Linked DNA regions of Pan troglodytes: region 2 is linked to region 1. Evidence: chromatin contacts called from public HiChIP or PLAC-seq data. All regions are on one chromosome and are shown on one strand. Each heading gives the region's core, a stretch centred on a gene start, on an enhancer-like site or on the middle of the called end of the contact. The rest is flanking DNA. Distances are from core to core; before and after follow the strand shown. Region 1 holds the start of ARHGDIA (Rho GDP dissociation inhibitor alpha). Region 2 holds the start of LRRC45 (leucine rich repeat containing 45).

Region 1 (2,995 bases), core at 187-2,686:
GAGGCAGCAGTAAGCTGAGATTGTACCACTGCACTCCAGCCTGGGCAAAAGAGCAAGACCCTGCCTTGAAGAAAAAAAAAAAAAAAAGATTGGGCACCCCGGTGGCTCATGCCTGTAATCCCAGCGCTTTGGGAGGCTGAGCTGGGTGGATCACCTGAGGTCAGGAATTCGAGACCAGCTTGGCCAACATGGTGAAACCCTGTCGCTACTAAAAATACAAAAATTAGCTGGGCATGTTGGCTCACACTTGTAATCCTAACTACTCTGGAGGCTGAGGCAGGAGAATCGCTTGAACCTGAAAGGTGGAGGTTGCAGTGAGCCGAGATTGTGCCATTGTACTCAAGCCTGGGCGACACTGAGACTACGTCTCAAAAAAATAATCAATCAATAAATAAAAGAGGCGTCCACGTTAACGAGTCCACAGTCCTAACAAGTGCTGCAGGCTGGACGAGGGGCAGCGTCCCACCCAGTGTCTGGTGCAGGGCATTTAGGGGCTCGGCCTCCAGGAGAGGCGAGCCCAGGGCTGAGTGCGAACACTGCTGCTGGGCCAGGCCACTCACGTTATGCGGCCGTTCCTGATACTTCAACACGGCCCTTATGGGCGAATGTGTGAAATCTCGGAACAAGTGGAGTGGGGAACAGGGCGTCTGCGGTGAAGCCCAGGCTGAGGCAGCCCCTCATCTGCTCACGGTGCCAGGAGCTCCCTGCCTCCTGGTCCTGAGGAGCCGCGGGATTCCTCAGGGACACAAGGGTCCCTGCAGCGGTGCCTGCGCCAGGCAGCCACGCGTGCGGCGCACGAATTCTGTCTCAGCCTGGAGAAAAAAACCTCCGCTGCGCCCTCGCCCACCACGAGCTTTCCGCGGGGCGTGCAAGGGGCTCCTCCTAGCCCCACAGCCCTGTCTTTCCACGGGGGACACCAAGGCCCTGGAACGTCCCGCGCGCCAGCGCTCTCGCCCGTGTTTAACGAGAACTTAATCCCCGTGCCCGTTACCTCCCCGAAGTCCCGGGACTAGGTGACTAGGCCCCGAAGCAAGAGTCGCAGTCGGACCGACTGGGCCGGGGAGGGCAGCGCACTGCACCTGCGCGGGCTTCCACAGCCCACGCGGCCGCCGCAGGCCTCGAGTGGGCGCGGGTTGGGCTGCGGCGAGAAGCGGGACCGGACCTCGCCTCCCGGGTGCAGGCGCCCTGGGCTCGCGTAGGGAAGTGCCCTGGCTTACAGAGGTGACCACTGACGGGGCTTGGGGTGGAAGGTGACGACGCCAGAACCCACGCGGAACGCGCCCACGAGGCCCGGCCGCAAGATGGCGACGGCGTGCCCCCGGCCACCCGCGCGCCGCGCATGCGCCCTGGCCTTCCCCGCCCGAGTGAGCGGAAGTCTCGTGACCCCGGAAGTGACAGGCAGGGCGGGCGGGGCGGCCGACGACGTTCGTCATTTAGTGCGGGAGGGAGCCTGAACCGCGCGGCCGAACCCTCCGGTGAGTGGCCGTGGCGGGGCGGAGGCGGCGGGGCGGAGGCGGCGGGTCGGGGCGGGGACCGGCGGCGCCGGCGGGGGCGGGGGGCGCTGAGGTGGGGGCTTCCGCCTTTGTTCGCGCCCCGCCCTGAGCCCGCGGCAGGGTCTCGGCGGGCGGGGGCGCGGTGACAGCGGGCCAGGGCGGTGCGGGCTAGGGCGGGGCTGGGGCGGGACCGGGCGGCGGCGGCCCCGGCCACACGTGCGGGTCCCGGGCCGGAGGGGCGGCGGGGACCAGGGGAGTGCCGGCCCCTCCCGAGCGGCCCGGAGCTTCTTTCATGGCCGCCGAGGCGCGTGGGGCCCGGGCCAGACCTCAGGGCCCCTCCCTGGGGACGCGGGGGGCGCCGGGCCGGCAGCCGCGGTCCATCGCGTTCGGGGGCGACGCGGGGATTGGGGCGCGGCCTCCCCCAGCGCCCGGGCCACGCCCGGCACGGATTGCGGGCCCTGCGGAAGTGCGGGCCGCGCCCTAGGATCCCGGCGCCTACGGCTATCCTCGCGCGGCGCGGAGGCCCCAGCGCCTGGAGGAAGCAGGGCGGCCTGGACCCCGGCCTGGGTGTCCCGGGTGTGCTGCTCCCTGACCCACCTCCCACGCTGCCGGGAAGGATCTGAGCCTGACAGACCCCCTGCCGGGTCAGTGCTGCCCCGGGCACTCCGGGCCCACGATCTACAAGAGGACCCGAGAGTACTGAGTGGCTGTGGTAGCTCCCAAGTTGTAGGTCACAGACCCTCACAATTGTGGAGAAACCGGAGATACTTAGGATCCCCGTCTCCAGGTGGCCCCATGCGGTATTCTAGCTGCCCCTAACATCCGAGCTCCAGGGGCATCCTGTTTGAAAGATGACGCTGAGCCGACCACACACGTTTACATGTGACTACCACGGCCAGAGGAGCAACCCTACTGAGGGATACCGAGCCCCGTTACCCCGTAGGGCGAGGGCCTGGGCAGCTCAAGAGCGGCAAGACCCTAAGAGAGGGTTTAGTGTGGGCCCTGCCGGTTGATTCTGGGGCCTGCTAGCCCCGCCCCACACATACAGGGGGCTGCTGCCTCCTCCATCGTGGAGGGGGAGGTGTGTCCTCTCTCCCCAGGATCGGCTGCAGTTCCCATTTTGTCTTAGATGTTATACCTGGGGTGGGGGCACCTCACACTGCCCCAGAGGATGCCCCTGAGCAGGAATCGCGGGGGTGGAGAGGAGCGAAGGTGGCCCCCTTGGAGCCCTTTTGGAGCTCCGGCTGCAGCCCACACTCCTGCTCAGAAGTGCGCCTCCGTTGGGGATCCAGGTCCAAGGCCTGTCACCGTCCCGCCCACAGGTGTCCCGACCCAGGCTAAGCTTGAGCATGGCTGAGCAGGAGCCCACAGCCGAGCAGCTGGCCCAGATTGCAGCGGAGAACGAGGAGGATGAGCACTCGGTCAACTACAAGCCCCCGGCCCAGAAGAGCATCCAGGAGATCCAGGAGCTGGACAAGGACGACGAGAGCCTGCGAAAGTAC
Region 2 (3,028 bases), core at 504-3,003, 150 kb before region 1:
CATGTGCTCTGGGGCCAATCCTCAACCACACAGAGACAGGGCCTGGGGTCGGGACCACCACCCACCTCTGAATGGACTTGTTCTGTTGGAGGAGTTTTCCCAGAGCCTTGGCCCCTGCGGCCCGAAGGTTGTTGCCCTAGGAAAGAAACAGGCCGGTAGTCACTCTGGTGCCCTGACTGGCTCTGAATTCCCGCCCATGCCCCAAGGGCCTTGGTCAGCCAGGGGACAAGCCTGGGGTGCACCCTGCAGCCTTCCTCAGCTCCTGGGCTCCCTGTCTTCAGGGGGCTTCCAAGGGCCGGCTTGTTTGCCAATGTGAACTCTTGCTCTGGAGATGGTCACACACAGGAGGCCATCAGAGAACGGCCTGGGGACTCACAGACAGCTTCCAGCCACCTGCCCAGACCCCAGGCCCCCGAGACCTGGCATCTTCCACCTCTCCTCTTGCCCTTGGGTGGCACACTCGGACACTCAAGAGTGCAGGTATCTCACCTTTAAGTCCAGAAAGCGCAGCACGGTGTTGGCACACAGGCCTCGGAGCAGCAGTGTGGCCCCTGTGTAAGGGGGGCCGGCGGTCACTCTCTGCCCCTGCTGACCCCAAGGCCCTCCCCGTGGGCCCCTTTTCAGGGCAGCTCCCTAGACCCAGGAAGGGAAAACTGTCCCGGTGGTCTGGGTTGGCACTGGCCAAGAGTCTCGTTGTGAAGTCATGTTTGAAACACTTGCAGCCCCTGCCAGGCACCAAGCCGGCTCAGCAGGCGGGGAACCAGGTAAGACCGCGAATGTTAAGGCCTCTCCTCCGTCATACAGAGGAACTGCCCTCTACTCCCAGGTGCAGGAAGGGGCGCCCCTGCTTGCTTTAACTACGGCACAGAAATTGGAGAGCCTGGAGAGGAAGCGACCTCGGGCTGCCGAGGCAATGGTGTGGGCAGCTAAGGAGCAGAGGGATCCACCCCGCCGCGCCTGCCCACCTTCCTCGCTGAGCATGCAGTCACTCAGGACCAGCTCCGTGCACAGCGTCTCCCTCGGCAGCAGCTTGCCCAGGGCCCTGCAGGTCTCCACCGTCAGGCTTTGCGTGGCCAGGTCCAGCCGGCCCCTGGGAAGCTGGTGCAGCTGCTGCAGGACAGCCTCCTGGGGCTCGGCCCCACTCTCCCTGCACAGGCGGCTGTAGGAGCGCCGGAACTCCTCCATGACCCGCGGGGCCGGCAGGGCCTCCTCCGCATGCTCCCGCAGCTGCTGAAAGGGAGCCGCGCGGTGCGGAGAAGTCCCAGCGCCGGGTACAGGAGACGCGGCCTCCGCCGACCCGGGCGAAGAGCAATCCGAGTGGGCTCCGCGGGCGGGAGGTCCTGGGAGCGCGGGGCTGGGCGGTAGTCAAGGTCCGCTTTGGGCTGGGGCCCCGCAGTGCTTGGGGACCACCCGTGCAGGAAGCAGGCAGGTGCGTCGCGCGCCCCCACCCAACCCTGCCCCGCCTGCAGCCCCGACCCCCGCCCTCGCGACAGCCGCGTCGGGGCCTCAGTATCCAGGAAGAACAAGGCGCGCCGGGAGAGGCCGCTGGAACTACAACTCCTAGCAGGCTCTGCGCAGGAAGCGCTTGGTGCGGGCCAATGAGAACAAAGGAACTGGCGCGCCTTTCGGGCCGCAAGCTGAGAGGGGGCAGCGCGCTGCAGGTTCATTGGCTAGGGGCATGAGGGTGGGGCCCAGGGAGGGCATGCTCCGGGCTCATTGGCTGAGGGTCGTGAGGGTGGTGCCCCGGGAGGGCGCGTTCCAGGTTCATTGGCTGAGGGACGTGAGGGAGGGGCTGCTGGAGGGCGCGCTCCGGGCTCATTGGCTGAGACGTGGGGGCGGGGCTCCGAGAGCAGGCGCTTCGGACTCATTGGCTAGGGGCGCGGGGCGGGGCTCCGGGGGCGCGCTCCGGTCTCATTGGCTGGAGGCGCGGGGCGGGGTTCCGGTGGGCGCGCGTGGAGGCTGCGGTCATGGAGGGAGCTGGAGCTGGATCCGGCTTCCGGAAGGTGAGGGCCGGCGGGCAGGGGCTAGGCAGACGCGGACGCTCCGTCCCGACCTCACGCGTGACACCGTGAGGGCCAGACGCCAGCCCCCGCGCCGCCCCCTGTGCCTTTGAGGTTGGGCCCGTTCTCGGACTCCATCTCCGGCCGGGCCGCGCGCCCCGCGCCCTCCTGGGCTGGTGTCTCGCAGCTGATAGGAGGCGGCGTGGAGCAGCCGGGGCTGCGGGAAGGTGGAGAGGGTCTGCAGAAACAGGCAGGGGTGGGCGCCGTCACGGCAGAGTCCAAGCCGGCGAAGAGAGAGGAGGAGCTGGGCCGCCGCCCTGCACCCTGAGCCTGGGGTCTTTTGTTAAGGGGAGATCAGGCCCCAGGACGGGGACAGTGAGATCGTCCAGCCCGAGGAGCCGGCAGGACCTACCCCAGCCGCCAGGCACAGTGGTTTCCCTTTTGTTAGCTCCCCGGTGGGCGCCAGCACTGGGCTAGGAACGCGTGGTTTCTTCGGTGCTCCACGTTACACACACTTGACATGGATTAACCCCACCTGCCAGTGGAGAAACTGAGGCACGGGGGCGTTAAGTGACTCAGCAGGGCTAGGGTCAGACCTAGGCCGTCTGAGCCAGGATCCGCCCAGGCTGGAGGGCGTGCCCTGCTCTTCCCTGTTCCTGGAAGTGGAGCTCTCTGGGGGTACCATGTGCAGAGGACCCCATCGGTGCAGGCAGAGTGGTTTCTGAACCTTTCTACTGCTCTACCTGAAGGTTGGGGCACCGAGCTTCCTCGATGTCAGCAGGGCCTCGTGGGCCTCTGTGGCCTGGGAAGGGAGGGTCTCAGGCCCTTGTGAACCCATCCTGGAGAGAGGACTTCAGCCCTGTAGAAGCAGGGAGAATTCTGTTTCTCCTGCATCAGGTCCTTCTTTATCACCCAAGGCAGCAGGCGTGGGGGGCGGGGGGTGTCGGTGTGGGGAGCTCTGGTGGTGGAGTTGCTGAAGATTCTTGCCAGAATTCAGAAAGAGAAAGTCACTGAGGCTTGGGCCACCT

The links. HiChIP or PLAC-seq counts read pairs in DNA pulled down with a chosen protein or histone mark.
Region 2: an H3K4me3 HiChIP or PLAC-seq map of stem cell-derived excitatory neurons shows a contact between it and region 1, with 5 times the contacts expected there. The contact joins the promoter of LRRC45 here to the promoter of ARHGDIA in region 1. A contact is called at or near these places in 1 of 7 Hi-C or Micro-C datasets (stem cell-derived neural progenitor cells) and 1 of 1 datasets of contacts at active chromatin or transcription factors (stem cell-derived excitatory neurons).

The regions. Positions count from the first base shown.
Region 1 is chr19:95,221,127-95,224,121 of NHGRI_mPanTro3-v2.0_pri, reverse strand. ARHGDIA (Rho GDP dissociation inhibitor alpha) reads left to right here and starts at 1,436. Exons shown (of 6, transcript NM_001246434.1): 1 at 1,436-1,475; 2 at 2,816-2,995. The coding sequence starts at 2,843.
Region 2 is chr19:95,373,142-95,376,169 of NHGRI_mPanTro3-v2.0_pri, reverse strand. It overlaps LRRC45 (leucine rich repeat containing 45), which reads right to left and starts at 1,753. Exons shown (of 17, transcript XM_511754.9): 1 at 966-1,753; 2 at 490-551; 3 at 66-136. The coding sequence starts at 1,185. It overlaps CENPX (centromere protein X), which reads left to right and starts at 1,679. Exons shown (of 3, transcript XM_016930956.3): 1 at 1,679-2,003. The coding sequence starts at 1,679.